Linked DNA regions of Mus musculus: regions 2, 3 and 4 are each linked to region 1. The links are chromatin contacts, called in public promoter capture Hi-C maps. All regions are on one chromosome and are shown on one strand. Each heading gives the region's core, a stretch centred on a gene start, on an enhancer-like site or on the middle of the called end of the contact. The rest is flanking DNA. Distances are from core to core; before and after follow the strand shown.

What was found. Promoter capture Hi-C pulls out the DNA fragments that hold promoters and counts their contacts.
Region 2: a contact with region 1 is called in a promoter capture Hi-C map of 3T3-L1-derived adipocytes, with 6 times the contacts expected there. The contact joins the promoter of A530046M15Rik here to the promoter of Cdk13 in region 1. A contact is called at or near these places in 4 of 39 promoter capture datasets (the 3T3-L1 cell line, 3T3-L1-derived adipocytes and neutrophils) and 1 of 115 datasets of contacts at active chromatin or transcription factors (pancreatic cancer cells).
Region 3: a promoter capture Hi-C map of hippocampal neurons shows a contact between it and region 1, with 3 times the contacts expected there. The contact joins the enhancer-like site here to the promoter of Cdk13 in region 1. A contact is called at or near these places in 6 of 39 promoter capture datasets (the 3T3-L1 cell line, 3T3-L1-derived adipocytes, cranial neural crest and 3 more) and 4 of 115 datasets of contacts at active chromatin or transcription factors (astrocytes, embryonic forebrain and embryonic stem cells).
Region 4: a contact with region 1 is called in a promoter capture Hi-C map of hippocampal neurons, with 4 times the contacts expected there. The contact joins the enhancer-like site here to the promoter of Cdk13 in region 1. A contact is called at or near these places in 9 of 39 promoter capture datasets (the 3T3-L1 cell line, cranial neural crest, embryonic stem cells and 6 more) and 4 of 115 datasets of contacts at active chromatin or transcription factors (astrocytes, embryonic forebrain, neural tube and 1 more).

What each region holds. Positions count from the first base shown.
Region 1 is chr13:17,801,430-17,808,553 of GRCm38.p6, forward strand. It overlaps Cdk13 (cyclin-dependent kinase 13), which reads right to left and starts at 3,668. Exons shown (of 14, transcript NM_027118.1): 1 at 2,009-3,668. The coding sequence starts at 3,222.
Region 2 is chr13:15,804,040-15,811,163 of GRCm38.p6, forward strand. It overlaps A530046M15Rik (RIKEN cDNA A530046M15 gene), which reads left to right and starts at 3,204. Exons shown (of 5, transcript NR_046131.1): 1 at 3,204-3,410.
Region 3 is chr13:18,852,300-18,859,423 of GRCm38.p6, forward strand. Vps41 (VPS41 HOPS complex subunit) reads left to right here. Exons shown (of 29, transcript NM_172120.4): 23 at 42-96; 24 at 1,048-1,188; 25 at 2,226-2,362. Among named protein-coding and RNA genes, the nearest start is that of Amph, 92 kb to the right of the region's middle. Within about 2 kb of position 4,317, at least 54 of the 459 cell types and tissues checked have an H3K27ac peak or open chromatin away from gene starts, as enhancers often do. A contact at or near this core is called in hippocampal neurons, where this site is marked.
Region 4 is chr13:18,822,011-18,829,134 of GRCm38.p6, forward strand. Vps41 (VPS41 HOPS complex subunit) reads left to right here. Exons shown (of 29, transcript NM_172120.4): 11 at 1,770-1,867; 12 at 5,594-5,723. Among named protein-coding and RNA genes, the nearest start is that of Vps41, 110 kb to the left of the region's middle. Within about 2 kb of position 2,616, at least 16 of the 459 cell types and tissues checked have an H3K27ac peak or open chromatin away from gene starts, as enhancers often do. A contact at or near this core is called in hippocampal neurons, where this site is marked.

The DNA of each region.
Region 1 (7,124 bases), core at 2,418-4,917:
AGCCAGTCATCTGACTCTACTACTAAACCTAGAAACAAATAAAACTTTTTGCATTAAGCTGGACAAGTGAATTCATGTTCCTCAGCAGTAAGTACATTTGCTATTTTTCTAAATCTTGTTTTTCAAGTAACTATTTAGTCATCAATTCTGGTCCTCAAATTTTAAGAATAGCATTTAACAAGCAACACAATGCAAACAAACAAACCAAACAAACAAAAACAAAATAAAAAACCTGAAGTCCATACCTTGTAATAATAATAAAAAAAAAATTCCAAAGCTATTGGCCCAGAGAGAAGACCTGGAAACATGACAACTATCTTCCAAGATTTAAAGAACTAGTTCACAAACTTGTTGTGTACATTCCAAAGCATTATACACAGATGCAGATTTCTATTTCCATATGAAGACTTTTAACAATTCAAACTATTCACAATTCAACCACTTTAGATTTCTTTAGGGAAATCTATACTTTATAAAATAAAAAGGCAAGTATTAAATATTACTGTTTAGCAAACTAAGTCGTCAATGGTTTTGCTAAGAAGCCTAACAAATCATGCAGTAAAGAAACTGGGAAAATCATCTCTGAACTCAAGTCCAACAAAGACTGCCCAAACAATGTGTTCCCACCTACTGATGTATTCAGGAGTGAACCACATAGCCAGTTGTTAGAAATGTTGACCAATATTACTGAAAAGCTTCTTCCAAAAATGAACCCTTTGGAAATACAGCTGGTCAATACACACACCATGAAGACTCCCTAGTAAATGTACTTTCTATATGCTAGCTCTATGAGGACAGTAACTTTGTCTTTCTTCACTGCTACACTGCCCTGCCAAAACTATCACTGACATATAATATGTGCTCTTAGATATTTGCTAAGCATGCAGTCCTAATCACACAAACTGTACTATGTAGTACACACCACCAACCTTACTAAACCTTACCAAATCTAACCACGTTATTTAAATTGCCATTACATACTTAAATGACTATATAAAGTTATAAAACTTTAAAAACCTAGTCAATCCTAGGACTAGTTTACCAAACCATAAAACCTAGATGGCCCAAATATGTTAAGTAATATAAGAAGCTACAAGACCTGCAAAGTACTCAAAAGCTACTTTTAATTCACTCTACAAAATAGATATGTATCAATATACACACATTTTCAGACTGTTACCGTATAACAATGGCTTAACAGCTATATAAAAGCAGTATTCAAATTTCAGATTATATTATCTCTACAAAAATTTCTGAACACGTTCATGAGAATTGTTATTACTTAAAAGGCCTAACTTTACAGTGAGCAGTTTCAGATTTATAGTGGCCTGAGAATGTACTAAGCCATTCACGCAGTTACGCTGTACCACTATATCCACTTATATATATTATTGGCAACTGGGTACTGGACATAGCTGTCATTTCCCCCTCCTTTTTAAAACCATGACTTTGAAAGATCAGATTTAAAAAAAAAAACCTACCCAACACAAGAATCACTCTCATATATAATTTATCTTCAAACTATTTTTATCAACATCTACTTACATGTATTTTGAGTATTAAACTTTACAAAAGCTGCTTTTCCCATCCCCGTATTAACCACATGAAACATCTGCAATCCTTATCTAACTGACATCACCTCCTGAATCTGATTGCTCTTTAATATAAGTCCCTGTATATTAGTAAAGCACCAACAAAGTGACGTTTTCTCCATAAGCAGGTATTAAGACAAATTAAGCCAAAATAGCAATGCTGGAAAAGGAGAGCATTTTGCACTAACCTGCTGACAGTTAAAAGCAACAAGTTAAAAACTTTGAACTCTTAGGACTCATCCCTGCCTAGGCTGGTCGCTTGGTCCCTCCCACCCTCACAGGTGCATTCAGCACTCCCCTCTCCGCTAGAAACCCACCCTCCGACCCGGAGCGCTGGCCTGGGAAGCGGACCGAGTAAACCAGAGGCGCCTCGCCCCACCTTCCCCGCCTCCTAGGGTTGGGGGGACAGGACTCACCTGAGTACTGGGCTGTAGGGGCTGCGCGAGCGCCGCCAGCTGCTGCTGCTGTACGGGCTGGGGGATACGTCGCCGCCCCGCTCGTAGGAGCTGTGGCGGCTGTAGCTGGGCGAGCGGCGCCGGCTATAGGGGCTCGGGGAGCGCGGCAGCCGCCGGGAATAAGGACTGCTGCCACCTCCCGCCGGACTGGGGGACTTGCGGCTCCGAAGGCTCTGCGAGGCCCTGTGGGACACCGGGCTTTCGTCCCGGCCTCCCAGCGGGCTCAGGGACCGCTGCCGCCGCCTGTAGGCCTTCGGCTCGCTCTTGTCCTCCCGGTAGGCCTTGGGCGGCTCCTTGTAGGCCGAGGGCGGTTCCTTGGACGACTTAGTCCGGCTGCGGTGGGCCTTGAGGTCCCGGTCCTTGCGGCTGCTACTGCTGCTGGACGTAGCCGACGCGCTCTTGCGGCGGCCGCCGCTGCTGCTGCTGCTGCCGCTCTTGGCGGCCTCCGCCCGCTCCTCGCCGCTGTGTCCGTGGCGGCTGCGGGCCTTTGAGGCCTCGCTGCCGCTGCGCGTCCCGTCCCGCCGCCGGTGCTCGCGGTGGCGCTCCTTGCTGCGGCCGCTGCTGCTGCGGCGGTCCCGGCGCGGCCTGCGCTCCGACCCCTCCGCGCGCCTCTGCGTGCCGGAGGAGGAGGCCGGACTCCCGCCGTTGCCCCCCGTTCCCCCGGCAGCCGTCGCCGCCGTTGCCGCGCTGGCGCCCCCCAGCAGCAGCCCCTGCTCGGACTGGGAGCTCACATCCTCGTACTCCACCAGCGGGGTCACACCCCCGCCGCTACTGGCACCGCCACCGCCGTCCTGCTGCGGCTGGGGCAGCGAGAAGACCCGGCGCTTCTCCGCCTCCTGCCCGGCGCGGGGCCCGCGGCGCCGCTTCTGCCGCCCTCCGGGGCGCCTCTTGCCTCTCGCCAGCCGCTTGACCTCCAGAGGAGGGCCCGGGCTGAAGCAAGAGGAGGAGGCCGCGGCGGCGGCGGCTGCGGCGGCGGCCGCGCCGGGGGCAGCCAGGAAGAGCAGAGGCGGCGGGGGCGGCGGCGGTTGCAGGAGCTGCGGCTGCAGGAGCGGCAACAGCAGCGGCGGCTGCTGAGGGGACAGGAATCGCCTCCGCTTGCGGCGCTCCTCCAACTTCTTCTCGGCCCAGCTCAGGCCCCCGCCTCCCCCCAGCGCCGTGTCCGAGCTACTCGGCATCGCCTAGAGCCCGCCGCAGAGTGCGGCGCGGGTGCGGCCTCCTCCGGGGTCAGACCCTGGCCATGTCCCCCGCCGGGAAGGGGGACGGCAGCCGCGGCGGAGGGGTAGCGAGCAGCAGGGCCGGCCGGGAGTCGCGCCACGATAATCCGGGTCGGGACGCGCGTCCCCGGTTCCAGTCGCGGTGTGTGCGCAGCGGCGTCAGGGCCTGGCGCGGGAGGATCCTATCCTCGGCGGAAAGCCGGCCGTGCCGGGCGGCGGCGGTGGCGGCGGCGGCGGCGGCCTCGGGCTCCGGCGGCGCAACGCGGAAGTGCCACCGCGGGCCGCGCTTCACTCCATCGTCCTGACGTCGGGGGCGAGCTCGCGGGAGGGCAGTGGGCGCGACCACAGCACGCCTCCGTCGCCGGCCGGCCGCGGCGCGTCCACGTCGTCCTGTGGCGGCGGCGGCGACACCCCGCGGCGCTCGGACGGGCCTGGGCCTGGCGCCCCGAGGGCACTGCGCGCAGCTTCCGGAGCGGGGGCGCGGCTCGCTGTCCTCCGCCCCTCCACGCGGGCTCCGCGCGCGCCGCTCGCCCCTCCCTGCCCTCCGCGTTCTCCCTGCGGGACGGCGACGCGACTGGCTGGCCGAGCCCTCGCCGCGCACCACCCACTCGCCGCGTTCCTCAAGACTTTTGCCCCTAAACCCAACGCTAGGTCGGCGGCGCGCACGCTCGTCACGTTCGGGGACGCCGATGGAGAGAGCGAGCGCGGGCGAGGGGAGGTGCTGCGTGCTCGCGCCCGCCGGGACCCTGGCCGTCACCGGAAGTGACGCGAGGAGCCACTCCACTTCCGGCAGGGGTGGGACGGAGGAGCAGGGTTAAAGAAAGGAGAGGAGGCGTGGGCTGCGCTGTGCTGTCGCTGGAGGCCTTCCCTCCGGCGCCACTCATGGCGCTTGTTGCTCGCCTCCAGTGAAAAGGTCACGGCAGGACCCGGGAGAACCTTGACGACTACCTTTTCCCCAGCCACGGGATCGGAACATCTGTGAGAGCAGACTCCCCACAGAGGGCGAATGTGACGTTAGCTTGACTAGACTCACGTACGCCCAAGTTCAAGGACCCATCGTAACCTAAAAATATACTTGGTGTTCATAGCTTCGAGCTTCCGCGACACTGACGTTTCGGAACCTTTAAAAAGCCTTACACAGGGCTGGAGAGGTGGCTCAGAGGTTAAGAACACTCACTGCTCTTCCAGAGGTCCTGAGTTCAATTCCCAGCAACAGTATGGTGGCTCACAACCAGCTGTAATGGGGATCCCTCTTCTGATGTGTCACATACATGAAATAAGTAAATCTCTTTATAAAGCAAAAGCATTAAGTAAATCTGAAAGATGAGTCAAAATATCAAGGAGGACTACTAAAAATCCCAGGAACCTTAAAAACATTTTGTAGTAGTGGAAGCTGCCCTCTTTGTACTTTCACCTGTAATTATATCTAACTAAAGCTATGAGCTGTCAGCTACATAATGCCCTCATCTCTTGCCTTAAGATTGCCCTTCAGTTAGAGGCTAGGTATTCGGGGTAATTAGATTAAAATCTAAAAGGCTTATTGGTCATTAATACTGGAAAGAAGATAAACATTGCTCAGTGGGTACATGTAATTACCCCTTAACAAATTTATTCAGATCATCAGCTGGCTTTTAGTTCTTAAATACTTAGTAATCAAGTTGACCTCAGCATCATCTCACAAACTGATGGAAGCTCAGACTTTGAAGTTTACAAAAGATACTTGCTAGAAGATAGGTTTGAATAGCTACTTCTGACAAAGACAGGCCTGAGTGGAACACCCAGTGGAACCTTCTACACAGAAGGGGGCAAAGCAAAGATACTGGGAAACGAAATTTCAGAAGTATGTTACCTAAAGCAAATTTCTTCTTGACATCATTGTTAACTCGGAGTACTAAGGAGGAGAGCTTTTCAGAAAAATATCAACCTGTCCCATTATGCTGCTTTTCAAAGCCTGATGCAATGGCATATGTCTATTCCCAATACAATGGAGGTTAAAACAGGTCAAGGACGATGGTGAGTTCTGGCCTATCAGAACTCTACATAATAACACCCTCTCCCCCATCCCATCTTGCCAAGAAAAAAACAGAAATAAGGCTGGAATAGAAAAGAAGAGGCAAATAGATGTTTGTATAATAGTTCCTCTAGCATAAGCTACTCACTGCACTTAGGAATGTCATCTGTTCTTGTCCGTACAAAAAACACTTGGTCCATAGTGAATGTATAGTGGTTACTCCAGGCTGCGAGTAGAAAACTTAAGAAAATATCTTAATAAGATTCTGCCATCTTTCCTCAAGCTCACTTGCTTGGAAATGCTTTTAGTAGGATTCAAACTCCAAAGTAATGGAAATTATCTTTAAATTTGATGTTTCTATAAGAATATCTGCTACCTTCATCGAAAGAGATTTTTAAATTGCCACTTGGAACTGGGGTTTTGGGTTTTTTTTTTTTTCAGTTTGCTGTTAGTGTGCTTTTCATGTAATTATGTTTGTCTGTATTACCTTGTGGTTTTAAAAATATTTTTTCTTTGTTTATCTGACAGATCATTATCATACCACATAAGCTGTTCTTTATAGTTTGGGGCTAAGGGGAGGATGGGGTCTCAGTTGTTAGAGAGCTTGCCTGGTATTCAAAAGTCCTGGATTTGAGCACCAGCCACAAAAATAGAAGATGATAGTGGAGACCTGCATGGTAGGTAGGTAGGAAACTACTATACAATTTTAGTGTAGAGTTGAAGATTATCCACAGTCTAGAAAGTCTATTAAAATACCCACCTTCCAGTAATATATCTGATTTACATAGTTTATCCAAACAAAAGATTAAAACATTGCATAAGATGGCAGCTTGACACTGGAGATAGAATTCCACAGTTAGAGCATTTATTTTTCTTTCAGAAGACCTGGGTTCAAATCCAAGAACCCACATGGTAGCTCACAGCCATCTATACTTACAAGGAATCCAATGCGCTCTTCTGGCCTGAGAACACATACGTAAAAGATAGAAATATTTTTTAAAAACCAAATTTCAATTACATTAAAATGGGCAGTGAAGAGGTTTGCAAGCCTAGTCCCTGCACTTAGGAAAAAAAGACAGGAGGATCAGAAGTTCAAGGTCAGCTTTGGCTACATCCCAAATTAAAGACACATGAGGCCTTGTCTTGGGGGGGGGGGTTGCGCAGGGAAGGGGATGGGGACAGATGTTGCAGAATATAAAACAAATCTTTAAATGCTTTATAGGAGTTAGGGTTTTTTTGTTGTTTGTTTGTTTTGAGTCTATGTAGCCTTAGCTGTCCTTGTAGACCAAGCTGTCCTCACAGAGATCTACCTGCTTCTACCTCTCAGGTACAGGGATTAAAGGTATATGCCCAACAAAAGAATTACTTTAAGTGGATGCATTTTTATCCTCTTTTTCTTTCTTCATTTTATTTATCTACATAACATCCAAGCTGGCCTTAAACTTAAAATCTTCCCAATTTTGCCTTGTAAATCCTGGGATTATAGGCAAACACCAGTTGGATTTTTTGTTTTTAATTCTCTCAAATTCTGTTTATAATATAGCAAAAAATACCAGTAAGTGACATTTTTTTAAAATTGTTATTTGCAGTTTTCACCAATTTTTAAGAGTATAAAGGACTTTGGGTCAAATGCTACAATGAAATCACAGACATAAAAATTTGATCATTGCCTTTAAGCTTGTAAATGGTGCACAGTTCATAAGTAGGCTACATACTCCCTCCATGATCCTGTAAATAGGAACTTTTACAGTATTTGCTAATATTGCTTCTCCTTTAGAGAAACTGGCTGATTTACAGCTTCCCTTAGTCTTGAAACATCTTTAAATTCTCAGCCCTGCTGGGCGTGGTGGTA
Region 2 (7,124 bases), core at 1,954-4,453, 2.0 Mb before region 1:
CTCCTCTGCAGTGAGTGTTGTCAGACAGTTTCTGGTTACAGGTTTCACTCCTTTCCACCTCCCCTGTTTCCTGCAGCCTGAAATGTATCACCGAAGTGTGCCTTTCATTCCTCTCAGTGGCCCTGACTGTGACTCATGAGAACAGCATGCATGTTCCTCTCCCAAGCCTCAGTCATGCTTTGCCTAATCTGATGGATAAAGTAAACATTTTAACTTTCTGGACAAGTAGAAGCACATTATAAAACTAATTTAATTTAGAAGGAAGACATTTTCCTGGACTACCTTCTTGAAAGATCCTGGAGAAAAAGAGAAAGAGGGGAAGGGCAGAGTGCTCCAATGTAGCTTGTGCAGTTTTTGCCAGATGCTATGGAAGACCCTAATATTTACTTACTTTACAATGGGACCAGAAATATTTAAAGGTCAAGTCATTACTTTCTTTTTGATATTTGGTCAAATTTTAGAAACAATATTGTTCAATGACTGCTTCTCTATTAGCATCCAGCCTACCAAGAAGGGATGCTCTGTTAATTGACATTATTGACCGACACCGAGACTAAACGTTGTAGAAAGGCCCCACACCATCTTTTCCTTCTGCCAACAAAGACAAGGTCATATCTGTCCACTTCTGCAGTTATCAGGATAATCTTAGCAATTATCAACACACACTGATTAATGTCCTGGTAACACTGAAAGTGCAGGATTGCTGGGAAATATCTGGAAGCTTATACTGTAGCAAAAGAGAATTATGTGAGAAGGCTAGAGAATGATTCTGGAAAAGACTGGAGGGTACATAGAGAAGAAAGAGCTTTGGGATTCAGTACTGGGGTATCTCCACTAAATATTTCTTAGTGATTTAGAAATACATTTCATGGGCAAGAGTGCTTGCTATCCAAATATGAGACCAACATTTGGATACCTGCCTCATATAGAAGCCACATGATAATGATAGCATTTATACCTGTAAATACAGTGTTACAAAGAGTGGAGACAAAAAGATTGCTGGGGCTTTCTGGTAGCCAGCATAGCCAAGACAAACAAACAAGCCAAAAATAGCAGTGAAATTCGGCTTCAGCAAGAGTCCATTTTTCAAGGCGCTAGGTGGGGAGACATACCATCCTTCTTTTGTCTCTGCACAAATATACTACACATGCATATGCCACACACTTTCATACACCACATTGAAACATACACGAGACATATGCATATACTATTTACAAGCATATACCACACATATACATACATCACACAAATGCATATACCTCATAAAATATGTATACACCTCAAGTATACATCATATGCATGCATGTACCGCATACACCACACACATGTGAACATCACACACATGTATATATTTACAAACATGCAAAAACCACACATATGTATTCACCATACATGTATCTAAATCATGCAGATGAATATACTGCATACATGACTACATATAGGTATATACTACACACGTATACATCTATACACCACATATGTATACACTACGACACAATACTTCTCTCTTGCTTTCAATCTCTCTTTCAATCTCTCATTATTCCCTAGTTCATGAGTATGTGCATGCTGACACACACACAATTTCTTAGAGCTCAAACCCATAATATACTTAATGATAAAAAAATCTCAAATTAATATTTGAGAAATAAAGAAAGCTTCATTCTTCTAGGAAATAAATGTTAGCAAGCCAGAGCTCAAGTCACATGAAAAATATTATGGTAAATACATGTTACTATGATTTTTCAAACATAATTGGAGCACCAAACACCACTTATCATCTCTCAGAGTCAATGACCTAGCGATTCATTTTGAGAATCACAGACCTATTCTCATGTCTACACACCACAAAGATTAAACCACAACTACTGTGAACTAAGTGTCTTATTCAGAGACAGAGACAGACAGGCAGAGAGAGGCAGACAGATGACAGAGAGAGACATAGAGAGAAACAGAGATAGATGACAGAGAGAGACAGAGACAAAGACAGAGAAAGACAGATGACAGAGACAGAGGCAGGGAGAGAATTTTAGAGACTACTTCTGACACACACATATATATATATATATAAAAGTCCACCCAGTGTGTGAAGTATTTCTCACTGCTTTATAATTAAACCGCATATGTGTAATTATTGCATGTAATAGGATGCAATGATGTGTATCTAATTGTAATTTATTTTCCCCATGCATCACACTCACACATATACTTGAAGAAAATAGTTGATAGCAAAACATTTAAAGAAGACTTTAGTTAAGAATCAAAGCTCCTTTCCTGCATTTATCTGAAAACTAAGATAATTGTTCAAAGAAACTTGTTTGTTTTTTCAACCTATGAAATATATATGTGATATATATGTATATACATATATTTCACTTACATAACTTAGCATTATGTAAGTCATGAAATGCTATATTTAGCCACAATTAAGCCTAATGTGTGAGGGATCATGTGAAGGGCTGTGTTCATCAATGAATTCTAAAGACAGTTCTGTAAGTTACCTGAGATCATCACCAATCATATATTTCCTTATTCATTTATTTACATTGAGATACGATCTCAAATGGCCCGGGCTGGCATTGAACTTACGATGTACTTCAGGATTAGTTTGAACTTATGATCCTTCAGGTTCCTCTTCTCAAGTCCTAGGATTGCACACACATCACCAAGTTATGCTTTATGTGGGGCTGTGGATCACAAGATCAGTGTCTGTGTGTGGTACTGAGTCATGCTACCAACAGAGCTGTGTCTCTAGCCTCTATCACTACATTCAAAGTTGAGAAACTTGAAGCTCAGAGAGATATGAAAACTGACCCAAGTCATCAAGCTCATGGAGCTGATGAGCTCCGAACACAGCCCTGGATGAATTAGAAGCTTATAATCGTAACCACCATGTTTTCATAATATTTAGGAAGCTGTGTGGATCTAGAAGATCCCACATTGACATCTCAGAGTGTTCCAAGTCTGCATGCCTTATTAGGAAGAGCAAGTGACTCAGTGGCTAAGGAATTCATACTCAGGCGGTGACAACACATTGAGCAAGACTCCAGCCTGATATTTATTCGACAGCCTTCTTTAAATCATGAAGCCTTGAGAAAAAGGCAAGACTTTGTATGGTCAGCTTTGAGAAAGATCACAAACACCTGAGTCACACAGTAAGGTCAGGTCTGACTGTACTTGCTCAGTCATCACTGGCCAGTTGAGTCAGATCTGAGAAGACAGCAGAGGATGTCGGACCCACAGACGCACATACTGGCATGGTATTCTTTACCCTCTCTTGTCTTGGTGACTCCCTATGGAATGCTGTGGGAAGAACTCAGTTCCCCAAGTTCCACTGACCTCAGCGGCAAAGATGTTTGAATTGATTCTAGTTAAAAACCATAATTGAGGATGGCACAGATCCTGTAGTAATGGTAATTGTAAATTTCATTTGCTTTCCTTCAGGTTTTTCTAAGGGAAATTGTCTTGGAATATTGGAGGATCATCTTGCTTTCCATGTTTATCATTTATTAGCTTTGAATAGAATTTATCAATCACTTCTGTATTATAGGTAATAATATGTAGTTTTCCTTTGTAAAGAAAACCAGTGTGAAAGTAATAAAAGGTTCTGTTTGAACAGTACTCATTCAATTAAAAGTTATAGGCATGCATTTTTGCTCTTTCTGTTCTTCAGAAGAGACTGAAGGGAAGTAGGAATGTTAGTATGGGCTTTTTGTATTCATTCATTCATTCATTAGAAACTGAGTGCCTAATTTATGTCAGGATGATCCAGTATCCTGAAAAAAATGGGCAGGTAAGCTCTTTGCCTATCTAAAGCTTCTATTTTACCCGAGTGACTGGTAATGAAACAATAAACAGATAAATGATTAAATCATGAAATGATAAAGTATCTCAATTCAGACAAAACATTTTGACCATTTTAGATGGGGTACTAAAAAAAAAAAAAAAAAAGAAAATCTTCGTATAGGGACATGTGGACTTGAGACCTGATTGACAGGAGCTATGACTACAAGGACTGTGTGGAAATAATTCGTAGTTAAGCAAACAGATCCAACTGCAGCTCATATAGTTAGTTCATGATAGACTTAGACTTTATTCATTTTTTAAAATTAACTTACTTTGTATCCCAACCTCAGTTTTCTCTCCCTCCTCTCCTCCTAGCCTTCCCCTGCTACCTCCCATCTTGCCCAATCCACTCCTCTCTCTGTTTCTTCATTTTAAACATCAACCTTGGACCCAGAAGTCCAAAGCCAATGCTCTCTCTGTCCATCATCTACGTCAAAGGTATACGTGGATAACTCACTGCACTGCCTTTGGAACAGAATAGATAAGTTTCATAATATAGATGGCCACTTTGATAATTTAATGCTCATGTAAATGTTTCTGTGTGTGTGTGTGCAAGTGTGTATGTGGTGTGTATTCTTATTCATGGATGCTTGTATGTGTATGCTTGGATCATGGATGCTTAATGCTTGTATGCATGGATGCTTGTATGGGCACATTTGTGAGGAGGCCTGACGATGCTATCATGAGACGTCTCAATCACTCTCTACCTTTTGGATTGAATCTGTGGTCTTCTTATGGACCAGAAGCTCATCATGTAGGTGAGTATAGCTGGCCAGCTTGCTCTGGGAATTCCCTGTCTTGGGTTTCCATCCTCACTGGGAAGGAAGGTGGGGCCACACCAACTGGTACCAATTGGTTTTACATGGGCGCTGGGTTTGATGCTTTTGCTGAAAGTGCTTTAGAAAAGGGGAAACTGTAGCTTGAAATTTTGAATAATATGTGTGGAATAGAAATATGCACAGATGATTTCTAGTTAAACATAATTTCTAGTTAAACATTTCTAGTTTCTTTCTGGTCAAAAGAAAACCATTCAAAAACACACCTAAAAATTCTACCCTACCTTCCATTTCTGTTCCTTCCTATCTCTTGTTCCATTGAGTAAAGGGGGGAGCCTTAGAACATCTCTTGCTGTTCTTAATCCCCATGACTCAAAATTTCTACTTATTTCTCTGCTGGTAGCATGCTTACTAGTAGCATTTTAAACGACAGGTAAGGTAATTTTAAGTACTTAAATGTTTCATTGTACAAATATTAGTATTACTCTGGAAGCCCTATAGGTTGAATAATGTCATTACTACAGCAATGAATGATCAAGAAATCTTTTTTTTTTGTCACAAGAATTTTATTACTTAAAAATTAATATATATATATGTATAGGCACATTCCACTCAAGACTAGGGGTAGGCTCTAAGATTACAAATGCAATCTTATTTTTTTTTGTTATTTTACTTAATTTTCATTTTATTATTTAACTTAATCCTTACTAGGATATCTAAAATATTGGATAGGCACAGGTAGCAGGGTTATCTTTATTCATTTTGCTTTTAAGTCAGTGGCTTAGAAATGCAACTTTTGATGAATGCATGTTTGTGTGTGTTTAATTCTTTGTGTAGTCCAGGCTAGCCTTAAACTATGATCCTCCTGCCTCAGGCTCCTGAGTGCTGGGATTACAGGTAAGTGCTATTATACCCAACTCCTCAATGATTTTTTTTTGAATAATTGTTGCTGTTAGGCTTGATAAACAGAGTTTATCACATTTAGGTACTTTTTGTTTGAGTTTGTATTAGATGTGAATGTTGATTTTTTTTCTTTACTTAAGAAAATTGTAATGTTGAGAGATTACTGGTGTAAACCAGTCTTGACTTCCTCCAGGAAACCCAGCATCTCCTGTCATATCACTTAAAATTTTCTTTTTTTTTAAATTTATTTTTTATTAGATATTTTCCTCGTTTATATTTTCAATGCTATCCCAAAAGTCCCCCATACCCACCCCCCCAATCCCCTACCCACCCACTCCCCCTTTTTGGCCCTGGGGTTCCCCTGTATTGGGGCATATAAAGTTTGCAAGTCCAATGGGCCTCTCTTTGCAGTGATGGCCGACTAGGCCATCTTTTGATACATATGCAGCTAGAGACAAGAGCTCCGGGGTACTGGTTAGTTCATATTGTTGTTCCACCTATAGGATTGCAGTTCCCTTTAGCTCCTTGGGTAATTTCTCTAGCTCCTCCATTGGGGGCCATGTGATCCATCCAATAGCTGACTGTGATCATCATCCACTTCTGTGTTTGCTAGGCCCCGGCATAGACTCACAAGAGACAGCTATATCTGGGTCCTTTCAGCAAAATGTTGCTAGTGTATGCAATGGTGTCAGCATTTGGAAGCTGATTATGGGATGGATCCCTGCATATGGCAATCACTAGATGGTCCATCCTTTCGTCACAGCTCCAAATTTTGTCTCTGTAACTCCTTCCATGGGTGATTTGTTCCCATTTCTAAGAAGGGGCAAAGTGTCCACACTTTGGTCTTCGTTCTTCTTGAATTTCATGCGTTTAGCAAATTGTATTTTATATCTTGGGTATCCTAAGTTTCTGGGCTAATTATCATTGTCTCTGTTTAGAGATTGTTCCTCTGGTGATTCTGTTACCCTCTATCAGCAGACCTGGGAGACTAGCTCTCTCCTCTGAGTTTCAGTGGTCAGAGCAGTCTCTGCCGGCAAGGTCTCCTCTTTCAGGGAAGGTGCACAGTTATCTGGTGTTTGAACCTCCTCCTGGCCGAAGATAAAGGCCCAAAACAGGATCTTTCCCAGAAGCTGTGTTGCTTTGGCCTGTCACAGAAGCTGTTGTTTCAGTATTCCACACTGTCACCTGTGCAGACTGCCCTCTGCGGAGTCCCGGAACCAAGCTGGCTCCCGAGGAGCCTGAGGCAGAAGCCTCTTGGGCCAGGCAGACACCTGTGCTCTGACCAGGAAGGTGGCCGGTTGTCTGGAGCTGAAAATGGCGCCACCTCCCTTTCTTTCTTTCTTTCTTTTTTTTTTTTTTTTTTATTACGTATTTTCCTCAATTACATTTCCAATGCTATCCCAAAAGTCCCCCACACCCCCCCCCCCCCACACTCCCCTACCCACCTGTACTGGCTAGTTTTGTGTCAACTTGACACAGCTGGAGTTATCACAGAGAAAGGAGCTTCAATTGAGGAAATGCCTCCATGAGATCCAACTGTAAGGCATTTTCTCAATTAGTGATCAAGGGGAAAGGCCCCTTGTGGGTGGTGCCATCTCTGGG
Region 3 (7,124 bases), core at 3,067-5,566, 1.1 Mb after region 1:
TTGGTAGTCCATAGTAACATTTTTCCTTGCTTTGATTAAAGGCACTTGAGATCTGTCAACAAAGAAACTTTGTAGAAGAGACAGTTTACCTTCTGAGTAAGTAGTGTTTGTTCATTTTAGTCCCATAAACAATGGAATGGGGTGAGGATTTGTTGTAAAGTGTGTAAGAACAGGCACAGATCTGTGGACATTCAGGCCTACTTTATATAAAAACATAATACAGGGAAAAGGCCAGTCCAAAGCACAGGAGAGCAGCAAGAGTTGTTGGAGCCATGTGTCGGAAAGAACATCTAGCAAACGTGTAATAAAAGAAGCAACGAGCAAACAAAAGTGTGTCGAGTTTCCTAATTGTAGGTGGACTGACACACTTCGGGTTGTTTCCCCTTTAGTTTATAATTGGCTCGTATTTACTACACATTGATATAAAACAAACTTTGTTTTCAAAACTCACATCCTTAGTAGCTAGAATATGAGGCATAGAATACGCATAGCTTGTGTACGTGTACACAAGGGAACTAGACTTCCCTGGCTGCTGGACTGTGCGAGAGTAGTGTCTCATGAGGAAGCTGCACATAGAAAAACTGAGCCTTCTCTCTGGCGTCGGTTCCCTGCCCGCCTGCCGTGTGTCCCACACACAGCTTTATTTCTCACACCATTTACTGTCACTGGCTCCTCTGGCCTTGGTTGAAAATTAACCCAGGTCTCCTATTCCTGTGAATAGAGTGGCTAATTCATGGTTGTTCAGCGTCAACCCTAGATCATATTTAAAATATAAATAAAAATTTATTTTTAAAATGAAGTATGGACTTTAATAAAGCATCCTGCTTAGAATCATAGTGAGAGTAAATGATGTCGTTCATATAACACCATCCGAGGAATATTTTCACACACCGTGAGCACTGATTAAATAGGACATAATGGGAAATGCTAGTGTCACATAAGAAAGTCAGCCTCAGCCTTATCTTCCACACTTTGCAAGCCAATGAAGAAATATGCTATTTCCTTTTTAAATGAATGGAGTGTCCTACACTTCCTCACCCCACCTAGGCCGAATGGGAAACAGTAGAAGTGCCCTCAAGATGATTATGGAGGAATTGCATGATGTTGATAAAGCAATTGAGTTTGCCAAGGAACAAGATGATGGAGAGCTCTGGGAAGATCTGATTCTATACTCCATCGACAAACCACGTAAGCAGAAAGGCTATTTAATTGTAAATCTTTTTGTCAGTATAGATTATAGCCGGTTATATGAGGACGAATATCTCAGGATACAGTGGGCCTAAATTATGACCAAGTGCGTTGGTCGAGGACTTTAATCTCTAGGACCCACATGGTGGAAGGAAATTACTCCCTTAGGTTGTCTCTAACCTCCACACACACTCTCCACATGTGGATCTCAATCTCTCTCTCTCTCTCTCTCTCTCTCTCTCTCTCATGCATACACATGCACACACACAAATTAATATGAGTGAATAAACAGATACATAAATGTAATGAAGTCTTAATAGTAAAGCCTCCACTGTAAATGCAGATGTGGCAGTAGTGAGGCTTTGAACTGCAGCAGTTTTCCTTTCCAGCCCCATCTCATCAGCACAGCACTGGGAGGTCATAAGTGTAGCTGCTCACTCAGCCATCAGAACTGGCTCTCCCCTCCCTGCATCTCTTCTCCTTACAGCTTTATTGTGATTTTGGTCATGGTGGCTACTCTTAAGTTAGGGGGTTCTATTCTCGTGTAATTAGCTTACATCTACAATCAAGCTTGAAGACTTTCTATCTTGAAACTACAAGATACCTAACAGGGTTCTAACTTGAGTTTTGTGACCATAGATAAGTTAAGACTCTCATGTCCTCTGTCTGTAAAAGGGAAGCACAGTATATACTCACCTTGCAAAATATTAGCGTGCCTAGTATCAGGATGCCCAGAGGCCCTCTCTGCTACCTGCTCTTGGACAGTAAAAACAGTTTGGAAGCGGCATGAACAATAGTGACCATTTAACTTTCCTAAGATGGTCTCAGTTTCTCCTTTTAGTCTTAGAGGAAGTTAGTTCTTATGAGTGTAATTTAAACTTAAAGAGGATTGGTTCTTGAGAGTTTATAAATTCACACTTTTTAACACATTTCTTAAAGGAATAGGTTCAGTTACTTATGATCTAAACTTAGATTGTGAACAAAGTGTATTCTAATAGTGCACATGTGTTATTTGGTCTTAACCTGGTGTTTTGTAGCATTTATCACTGGCTTGTTGAACAACATTGGCACACATGTGGACCCGATTCTACTTATCCACCGAATTAAGGAAGGAATGGAGATTCCCAATTTGAGAGATTCCTTGGTTAAAATTCTGCAAGATTATAACTTGCAGGTAAGTATTCTAACACACATGACCATCTGAGTGAGTGAGTGAGTGAGTGAGTGAGTGAGTGAGTGAGTGAGTTCATTTCTACATAAGTATTTGCAGGCCATTTGGATGCCTGTTACACTTTGCAGTTTGATATTTGGAAACCTGTTGAAATAGAAAACCTGAAAAACTTCTCCACTTCAGGAAGCTTTTTCACTATGTGTAAATAGATCACAGCACTGAAGAAGACATGAGAGTAAGTTACAAAGACTGTTTGAAGTGGCCACAAAAATTTTCTTAGAGAAAATAAATATTGTAACTAATTAGAGTACATCTTTAAGCACTCGGAATAATTTTGCAGCCATTGAAGGACTCTGTTGTCTGAAACACACTTAAGCACAGGATCTAATCAGCTTTTGTCTGATTGGTACAATAATGCTTCTTTATTAGCTCAAAATTTGTGATAAGAAAAAAAGAACCCATATTCTCATATAAATAGTTAATATGCTAGTTACTAAGTATTCTAACCTTTTTTCTTTAATAGAATTGAACAGTGACTATGTTTCAGAATCCTAGTTGCTTCACTAATACTTGAAACTATTTAAAATTCATTTGCATGCAGACTGTTCTTTCTGCGATCACTTGAAAGTGTTGCTGTAATAGATGAACTTGCTTTCCTAGAGACAATATACAGGTTGTAAGAAGAACATTATGATGTAGATAAATCAGATCAGATTGCTAGTCACTGTGAAGGGTGCAAGGTAAAGGACGGCCTGCTGAACTCAGGATGATGCACCAAGAATCAGCGAGACAACCTGCAGGACAGATAACATCCTCATAGCTGTAGTGAAGGTATTCAAAAGTGGGGTGGGGATAGAGGTGGTCAGAGTTGAGTTAGGTGAGAAATTGAGAAGCTTGGACCTGTGGAATTAACCAAACGGACTCTAAGAAATGGCTGGTGCAGACAAGGGGACTACAGAGGAGATGTCAGCATCCTCGTGGTCCTCGGGGAACTGTGGTGTGACTGCAAGGCACAGCGTGAAAGGAGAAGGTTTCTTTCTGTAGACTGGGGTAGACAGTCCAGAACCTTCACTTGGAAGCACTATGTAGGGGATGGGATTACCTAAGAAGTATGTGCCAGAGAACTGAGGCCTAATCTTAGGCTGGTAGTTATGCCAAAGCCTTTGGAGGGTTTCAGATAATCCTAGGGATATGATCTGAGGGAGAAAGAAAAAGGGAAAGAGAACAAGAATCTAAGAACTGGCCAATAGGGAGGAGCAGGGATCAGAGAAGTGCCTACTTTATGCCGTTCCCTAGGTATGCAGAACATCTCAGGCTTGGAAATCCGCTTTGGGGGAAATGGTGCCATAGCCAACCTTGTAATGCCCTTAATCCCCTGTGAGTGAGACTGACAGTGTCCTGTGCTTTGTGGGCCCTTTCTTACTGAGGGAGGTATATAGCAGAATATGCTTGAGACAGCAAGTCTAAACGTACGGCAGTGTCTGAGGCTAGGGTAGCATCTGTATATGATAGTAGGATGGTTAGACTGGTGCTTAGAGCCGGGCTTTTGGGGTGAAACCATGCTTGTGTTGCCAGTCCCTCCCTTCGACGCTGATGCCAGCAAAGGCAGCTGGCATGTCCCTCACTCTGCTCTTCTATGGGAGCTCACACGCCCTGCTGCAGTCTCACTATTCATTCACTTCTATGAACAAATTTGCATAGTGCTGAGCCAGCCGAAATACAAAGCATTAGATACAAAACAAATGTTTAACATAAAAATGGTCCTCTAAAATAGTACCAGTATCTTCTTAATTACAAATATATAGTGAGCTTTTCCTTAGTTCTGTAAATATGCAGTTGGGTGCTGATTTTAAGAGACCCAGAATTTGTTTACCAATGGGTTCAGAGAGCCATTGTTACTCATCAGCCACTGGGTAGAAAAACTACTACTCAGAGGAAAAGGGTGGGAGAGGGAAGGGCAGAGCCAGGGAAACCACACTAGTGCTGACCCGCTGCTCCCTCTCCCTCCCCCTACCCCCTCCCTCTCCATGCCCCACTCTCCCTGCCCCCCTCTCCTTCTCCCACTCCCCTCCCCCTGCCCCCTCTCCCTCTCCATTCTCCCTCCCCCCTCTCCCTCCCCCTCCCTCTCTCTTCCCCCTCTCCCTCTCCTTCTCCCTGTCCCTCTCCCTCTCCTTCCCTCCCTCCCACCATCTTCCTCCCCGTGTATGTTGACTGTTAATTTTTATTAGTAGCCATTTATTTATCTACTTGCCTAAGCAACCTTTTGGGGGATCATGTAAAAATATCCCAGGTCTCTGGAGCCTTTTGCTGTTCCCTGACAGACATACTTTTATTTCATTGTATGGGTCTTTGTTTGTTTCATAAAGCTATAATTTATGTTCTCATTAATAATAAGAGTTCAACCCCATAGATCCCCCAAGTTTGAGGGTGATATTACAGACCTATGAGTTTCCAAGGATGCTGTGTGTGATATAAAGCATGATATGAAGAGTCTTCACACAGAGGTCAGGTGTGCTGCTGTGTACTGTCTCAGTCTCCTTCTCAAACAGACTGTGCATTGAGGACCTAGAGTTCTTTAAGGCGTGAGAGATACTGCGGGTCAGCAGTTAACTGAGAGGAGAGTAGTTATGGGAAACTCCGGCAGCTTTTGCCATGTGACCTTTTCATACTTTATAACCTGACAGCTCTGAAAGGTAACAGAATTGAGCATGTTCACACCCTCAGATACTGAGGGTATTAGGGAAATGGAAATCAGTGCTTTGTCACTAACCACTTTGTTTTTGACAGACATTTTAGGTCCATAATGGGTCTAAAATTATCATTAGCCCCATTGCTCAGAGTAGAAGACTGAGACTTCAGAAGGTTAATGACATATTGGTATGGTACGATACTGAACTAGTTTTAAATTCAGGCCAGCAGAGGAAATGCCAGACCATTTTCATCCAGGACTGCATCAACTCTAAGACATAATCCCTCAAAGCTCGGCCAATGAGAACCACTTCCTGGCTTTTCCCTCATGACTACACCTCTGGAGAAAGACAGGCAGCCGGTTTGAACTTGTTCCTAAAGAGGCAGGAGGCACAGGGACCCAGCCCTGGACTGTACCTCTGAGTGCCTGTTGTAAGCAGAGGCCTGGCCCTGTGCATGTCAGCAAGTGATGTGGAATGAGTCCTCTTCCCCCATGGCACGCAGCCCTCTGCAGATCTGCAAAGGTATTTCCCTCTTCTCAGCCTTGCTGCTGTAGCTCCCCAGTAGTTTTCTACTTAGAATTGAAAACACAAATCAGTTTACAGAAATGGATGACTTTCTTGTTCATCGTTTTTTAGAGGAGGGACAAATTTCTTTTTCACTTTTAATTATCTAACCTTTCTGTATTTTTCCTAAGATGGATTTTAAACTCTCAAATTCCTAAAATAAGCTTTTAAGACCAAATGGATTTCTTTCTTTACATATTATTTCAGTTTGATCTTATCACGACATTTGAGTGATGCAGGTGGCTTGTACCAGCCAGCCATCGCTTCCTTGATTCATTTAGTTCTTAAATAGTTATCTTTCCCTTTATTTTTTCTGTCTGGGCTTAGTCACGTTTGGTAATAATAATCCAGCAAGAGTGAAGTGGCCATGGCCAGGCTGCAGTGAGGAGAGCCATGGGGCTCGGATGCTAGGCAGCTGGCAGCCAGTTGCATTCTAAGGACATGCAAAGTGAATAAGGCAAGGCCGGCAAGTTGAGAGTCTTTTCAAATAAAAGCTGTAGAAACTTGGCCATAGTTCTAGCACCGCCCCCACAGCAGCTGTCTCTGCAGAGCCATAATGATTTCTCTGATATGTGCCTCTTTATTGCTTTGTGAAATATATGTGGGGGCTAGAATTTTCCATTTACTTGGGATTATCATCCATGGTGATGTGCTATAGAGAAATCAGGTGGAAAATACAGAGCAAACCTAAGGTCTCTTGTCAGTTGTTGACGCCATAAGGATGTTCTTACTCATGGAATGTGGACCATTGATTGCAGTTGTGGCTTGCTTCTTTAAACAAAGGACAAAGGGAAAGTGCAGAGGAACAAGGGCGGTTGAAAGGACGAGGAAAAAGGTTGGTCCTTACGGGTAGATAATCTGGGGACAATAGAAGGGCCTTCCATAAGGAAGGATTTCTAAAAAGGTAATATTGTTCCTTCTGAGCAATGTCAATAAATATTTTTTGAGATAGAAATGGCATTATGAAGTTGAGGGAAGGCACTAGTTTATCTTGGAGAGAATTCTTACGTGAGAAGTGTTGCTAAGCCAGGTTGATAATCATGAGACTCTTATTGGCAGATGGTGAGATCTCATAGATACAGAGATGTCTCCGTTAGCCCATAAGTCAGACCCTTTAATGCACTCATCACTCTGAAAGGCCAGACCCCACAGCCTGCAAACTGTCTTTGGGAAGGTCAGCTATGGTGCTGTGATTTCACAGCTCTTAATTTGCATGTTCTGTCCTGGTACCTGGCTCCTCCGTGCTCCTCCATGGTGGACAGTCCACACTAAAATCACGTAGTGAAGAACTTCACCACCTCCCCAAAGGAAACGAAAGTCAGACATTTTCCTTTGTTTGGGAATTTTTCATGTTTCTCTCCATCCCCGTCCCATGCCTGGAAGTAAGCCACTCCTTCCCCTTGATCTTCCACACGTGTAGTCGCTGATAGAGTGACCTGACCCTTTCTCCTACTCTCCCGATCGATCATAGCTCCTTGGTTGCAGTGCCCTTTTCCTTAATGAAGCCCATC
Region 4 (7,124 bases), core at 1,366-3,865, 1.0 Mb after region 1:
CTCCACTTAGGCTGGGAACGGTGGCACTCCTGTAATCTCAGCACTTAGGAGGTAGACTCGGGAGGAGCAGAGCTCAAAGTCGTCGTCAGCTATATAGCAATTTCAAAGCCAACCTAGGCTAAAAAGGACGGTCAGAAAACACTTACCTCTCTTAAAGTTTATGGTAGTCATCTTCAGTCACCTGCTCGAATATAAAAGTTAAATTATGAAGCTGCCTGTAAGATAAGTGAGGGTTAGAGAAGCAGGGAACCTGATGGACAAGGAAAGAGAAAAGAGCAAGAACGTTCTCTCACCCCCTTCCATCTGCATGTCGGTTTTACCTCTTTTCCTGATTCTTCTTTCATATGAGAGCATTTCACACATAGAATGTAACGTTCGTTCATTGAAGTTATGACCCAGGTTTATAGACTTCACAAGCATTCACATCCCTTCTGCCATGGCACACTGAGCTCTGCCAACTCAGGAAAAACAGTACGTCCATCATAGGTGATAGCCAGAAGTGCAGCACCACTCAGGCCATCAGAGGCTGGCTGAATTACAAAACATTTGGGTGATGGGATAAGTGCACACACCCTCCCCGACTCCAGGAGTGAGGATTAGACAGGGTATCTCATCCATGTTAAACAAGCAGTCTACCACCGAGCTGTGGCCATAGCCTCCTTTGTATGTTTTGCCTTGAAGTAAGGGCTCACCAAGTTACCTCGGCTGGCATTGAATACATGCTGTAGTCTTTGAATTGGTGATCCTCTTTCCTTAGCCTTTGGAGAGTTGGGAATGTCCTGCACTGCCTGGCCTGACAGTGCCCCGTGTGTATGTGGTGGTTGCATTTGACTGTGTGAGAGCACTCCTTTGTGTTGGAACCTGTGGAGCCAAAAGAGGGAATAGGGTATCCTCCTCTGCAACTGCCTTATTGTCTGGAGCCAGGGTCTCTACAGAACCAGAGTGCCATTTTAGTTAAGCTGACTGGCCAGCAGGCTTCTGGGATCTGCCTGTCCGCCCCAACCCAGGCCCTCAAATCTGGGACTGTAGACACATGTGTCCATGCCTGGCTCTGATGTGGGTGCTGGAGATTTGGACTCGGGTTCTCATGCTTGCAGAGTCCCGTCTTACACACAGAACCGTTTCCTTAGTGTGCATGTTTCTTAACTTATAATAACGTATTTCTTCTTAAGTTTTAAGTACACTTTTGAAAAGCTTATTATTTTTCTCTGTATATAAATAAGTATGCAAAAATGTTTAAATAAAATGTCTAAAGCCAAAACCAAAGTAATGTTTTATAATAATAAAAACATAATTGTACTGTTTGTACCACTGCACCTCATCTGTAAGAAAAAAGATAATTTTAATTATTATTTTATTATTAACAATAATCGATGTTAGGTTTTATTGTTTCAGAGAGTCTTCATGTGGTGCAATGACGCTCTTATTAACTTACCTGGCACAGGGGAGCACTCACAACTTGCCATTTAGGGGTTCGTTTTGTCTATAATGTCAACTTTGAAGTCTTTCCTGAGATGGATGGTTATAAAGCACTTTCAGTGCTGCATGGTGAAAGTACTTTAACATGAGACACACTACAGCGCATATTTAGTATAGTATCATAATTCAGCACATACACAATGTGTAATAATCACATCAGGGGAGTGGGCATTATTTCCATTTTAAGCATTTTTAAATGCATTGTAGCACTCAGAGTCACTGTGTCTTTGCCGTCATGTGCACTTTTATGCTCCATTTAATGGTGAATCCTTTCTGCCTTTTGTTTGCAGTGTCTCAGTTTGAAACTGAATTCTACATTAGTGGACTTGCACCTCTCTGTGATCAGCTTGTTGTACTTTCCTACGTAAAGGAGGTTTCAGAAAAAACGGTAATTATCTTCTCCCCAGGTACAGAGGGATATGGAAGAGTTGGCTTTTAGCATCACACCCAGGTCAGGCTGCCTGTCAGGGGAGATTGCTATAATCCAAGCAGAACTTTCCAACCTATGAAATAAGCCTAGCAGAAATTACCCTGCAGACTAGCATCTTTACCTTCAGAGGTCCCACTCACTGCCTGCCTTTGTTCCCTTTGCTGCACAAAGAGGACAGGGTTTTCGTCTTCTTTGTTTTGTTTTGTTTTTCTTTTTCATCAGTCACTTGATATTTTAGCTGAAAGAAATAAAGGTTCCCTCTTGCTGAATGGCAAGGAAAGTATGCTGCCATTACATTAGCAGAGAGGATAGCGATGAAGCTGGTCGCTGTGACAACAGGGGTCCCAGTGCTCAGAGTGAGTTTCTGAAAGGTCAGCTTCATCTTTCCTGGAGCCCAGACATGTCTACCTCTCAGAGGCCTGACGGTTCCAGGTCTTGCTTTGGAAAGGGTTGTTGCTGCTTCAGTTATCCATGCAGGTGATAGACATTGTAATGTGTTGCTAGCGGAAAGCAACAGCAAAAATCAAAATTTTGTTTTGATGACACTGGAATGAAGCTCTTCTCTGGGATTTAGGGACACCCAGGCTCCCTTTAAAGCCCAGAGCAGTGGCATGCCGTTTGCCTTTTGTTAGAGTTCAGGGGTCCTGCTGGAACTGGCGAGAGGCTGCCTCGAGGCCTGAACAGGGAGAGCTTGTGAAGGATTTCCTTTTGGGTGCTGTGTATAGAAGAAATGGCAATTGATTCTCTAGCCCTTCATCGTACGCAGGCAGGTGAAGTGTACACTTCTTGTTTATCTCTTCCTCTTTCTCCTCCTCTTCCTCCTCTTCCTCCTCTTCTTCCTCCTCCTCCTCCTCCTCCTCCCTCCTCCTCCTCCTCCTCTCCCTTACCCCCTCAAATGGCAAGGAAAAAATAGGGAGCAAAGCCCAGGGAGCCCTTGTTGACAAGTGGTGGCTGCACTTGAGCCTTTCTCTGAGAGAACACTTGCATTAGGGAGCCATCACTATAGTAACTGAAGCTCTCGGTGCCCATGTTGCTAGGCAATGAAACGCTGTAGACTTAAGTGAACCCTCAAACCTCCTAAAATCAATAGGGTTGGCTTCTAGCCCTATTGCAGGACATCCGTTTATTATTATTTTATTTATTTTTTGAAAATACAGAAAGGCAGAGGTTCCTGGGGGAGTTGAGAGCAGCGCTTTCTGATGAGGACGGTGGGGCCGATTGAGGATGGGATTGAACAAAGCAAGGGGAAAAGCAATAAAATGGGAAGGGGAAGCCTAATAAACAGCTGATCAAAAAATACGAAGGGAAAAGGAAGAGAAGCCTGGGAAATGTGTGTTAATGAAGGGTGTGAGAAAGGAGAAAACCCAGGGAAGGCTGTCCTCACTGGGCAGAATCCGCACGACGGCTTTTCAGAGAAAGAAGGAAGTGTTAGCGTGCAGCATATGGAGATTCACTTTATATAACATCAGTGTGTGGTTTCTTAAGTACAGAGTAACAATAAAATTAGGGTAGATGGACGACAGTCAGTTTCGGGCACACCATTACCAATTTCTGTTTTCATATTGAAAATCTGTGCCTATTAGATGTTCATTGGCTGCTTCTATGCGCTTTTCATTAATAGCCTCCTGTGTTTCCCGTGTGATGCCTTCCGTCCACACACCTGTCTCCACTCTGGCAGTCACTGGTCCTTTGAGGACCCTTGTTCTTCTGTGCATTATTCTCACTTCATGTGCGTGTGTGTGCGTGTGCATGTGCTTGTGCGTGTGGTTTTCCTTGTGAACTGTTTAAGATAGATGCTAGTCTATCTAGTTAAAGTACCCGAATTTGTTAAGCCTTTCCCCAATTTTCTGCTTTTCTTTCCCTCATTGATAAGGCGCATGTCTTAAGAATTAAATTTTCCCCAAGTACTAGGGGATGATGATAAACTAAATCGGTGCTCGTGAGAAGCTCATGGATAGGAACATGGACCATACTACTGGGAGCAAGGGCCGTAAAGTGACAGAGCCACCTTAGTTACATACCCCTTAACACATATAAAAGACATTTTCTTCTTTCCTAATCCCAGTGCTAAGGATCGGACTGCAGGATCCCCCACCTACTTAGCAGGTGCTCTGTCACTGAGCTACACCCTCAGCTTCAAAACTTCATGTATGATTTAGTAAACTTCAGCTGTTTTTCATTTTGTCATGATTTTGATATTTTTTATCATTTTCATTACAGCCAGTTTTTAAAAATATTTATGTCTTTCTCCTCCATTCTTTTTGTTAAAAATTGATATTTTCTCCTTCACATTTTTCAAAGCTCTGATAAATTATGGTGTATCTATAGTTGAGTGTCAGTTGATGTAGCACTGTTGTGAGATACAAGGCCGGTATAATGGCTTCTTGGTTAACAACAGTGCTTAGAGAAATCCACGTTCAAACTTCCACATGTCTGAAGTAAGAGACAGACGTTTGGGGTTTGTTTCTCACTCCATACCAGGTCCAGTGTGTGTGTGTGTTGTTGCTGCTTTGCAGGTTGATGGCAGATGGGGTTCATGCCTGTCAGGCCCATATCCCCAAAATACAAAACCAAGTCAGAGCCCGCTTGATCCGGAAGTCTACGGTTGACCATAAGTTTCAGTTTTTCTGAACATTCCAGCCTTACCATTGACTTATTTAGCTTAAATCTTATTTAACCCTCAGTCTCTGACTATAAAACTGAGAATAATAATGTTTAATCGCTCTCCAGGATTCATTTGAGAACCCAGTGAGTGAGTGATCTGTGTTTCATAGCCTTTGGTCCTCAAACCTGTCACCTCACCTTTCCCGTCTGTCGTGAACCGGGGCTTCACTTTCAGTAACTGTAGTCACTGGCTATTTATGCTAATTATAGTCAAATCAGATTGAAAATTTAGTTCCCTGTTCACACTAATCATATTGCTTGTGTTAAACAGCCCTCTGCAGCTAAGGTCTTCTCTCTCAGGTGATCTAGATGCAGGCAGTTCCACCGTCTCAACAAGATTGATTTAGAGATGGATTTCAGTCTCTGGCTTTTGGACACTACTAATAAGTTTCCTTATATTAGCAGTGATTTGAATAGTGAACTCATTTTTATTATTATTTTGGCCGTTCTTTATATTCACGTAGCTGTAGTAGAGCTGTGTTTGCTACTGTTAGGCCACAGGTTCGTCCTATTTTACACTGCTGTGATGAAATACTGGGTAAAAGCAATGGAAGGAAGGGAGGGAACGAGGGAGGGAGCGAGGGAGGGTTGGTTCACTTTGCCTCACAATTTGATAGCTTATCTTGGTGGGGCCTGCTGATGGCTGCTGATCACAGCACGTTCACTACCCAGAGGCAGAGAGAGATAAGGCTTTTAGTCCAGGACGCAGCACAAGGGATGGTGCAGGCCACCTCAGCAGTGGGGAACTCTTCCTTGGTTACTTTTAACTTTTCTGGGAATATCTTCATCCGCGGCTTTAGGATTGGACGCTGTGCCACTCATAAGTGCCGTCATTCTGTACATTTTCATGAAACAATCGCAGAATAAGACAGGATTAGGTGGTTGCTTATGGCAAGCTTTTAGAACTGAGGTCGTGTTTGTGCCAAAATGACAAATTCAAAACAAGTATGGCTAGCTTGTTCATTTGTATTACCTAAGAAACATAAGTAGAATGAGCCTTCTCTATTGTTTTTCCCCTAGGAAAGAGAATACTGTGCAAGACCTAGACTGGACATCATCCAGCCACTTCCGGAGACTTGTGAAGAGATCTCCTCCGATGCTTTGACAGTCAGAGGCTTTCAGGAGAATGAATGTAGGGATTACCACTTAGGTGAGACAGCAGAGATGTGCTTGTGTGCCGTGTTCTGCTTATTCCCTTCAGCTCATCCAAAGGGGAATTGAAATACAGGTACTGACAGGACGTTAGACAGTACCCGTGCCGGCCTCTGCCAGTGAGAGCCAGGGTACTAGATTCATAAAGACTGCATATCCTATCAGAGTGCTCATAGCAAAAAGGAATGTTAGACATAGGACAGGAACCAAGGTGAGAAATTTGTTCTTTTTTTGTTGTGTTTTGTGTGTGTGTGTGTGTTGTTCCATCAGACCAGCTAGTCAGCTAGTTTGCTGTGCTGGGAATCAAACCCTTGGCTTTAAACATGCTAGGAAATCATTGGCACCCAGCATATCCCAGCCCTATCTGTTTAAGTTACATTTAACTTGATATCAAACAGCATGACTCTGTCCAAGCCTTATGTTCCTGGAAGGTTTGCAGTGGAGGCAAACCTAAGCGGCAGTGAAGTCCTTGTGTTGGGAGCTGAGGACTAAGACATGGAAAAAGTCTCATCCTGTCACAGGGACTGTGGAATAAGTGGGTGACTACACTAATCACGACTCAGAAGCAAAAGGAAAACTGGAACTCTTTAGTCCTGCCTAAAAAGTCCATTGTTATATCTTTGTAAAATGCACTTAAGAAAAAGAAAGACTTTAAGCTCTTTAGAATTTTTCTCTTGCTTTATAAACAACAAACATCTTATGAAAATATTTTTAGTTTTCATTTGGACAAAAAAGTGATGACTGACTCTATATGCATCTGGTCCTTCTTATATGAACCCTCTAATTAGTTAAAAACTATAAGAATATATTTTGGATTTTCCAAAAACTATTATGATTCAGAACGAAAACATATAGTCTGGGTATTTTGCTCAGAGCAAACTCAGTTGTATGCTTAGAAACCCTTTAGAGAGTTTTTATAATTGAATTCTGTAGCAGACACTCAGCATTGGCATCATGGGCAACATGCTGAAATGATAGATTATGTCCCCAGGGCTTGGGCATCTGTCATTTATGCATTAGATGGCCTTGACCCTGGTGAAGAGGAAACATTTCTTGTTGACTGTGAGATGTAATTATTCTGTAAGAATAGAGCAGTACTATAGGTGTCCATTACTAAGGTTTATGCTCAGTAGATGAAGCCCAGTATGTGCTAGCACAGTTAGTTTGGGTTGTATTTGTTCATCTGAAGTCTGAATGTTAATGTAGTAAACTTTAATTTTTAAGTCTACCTTATTTTGTGGTTGTTAGTTTATAGTCATTTCTTCTAGCTCTTTCTCCTTGCTCTTCTTTTGAATAGTTTTACACTGTGGTGCATTTAAGAGCAGTCCATGTGGCCATACTCACACTCCTTGACCTTACAGCAGAGGCATGCACACTTGGCTGCAGGGGGAGAAAATTG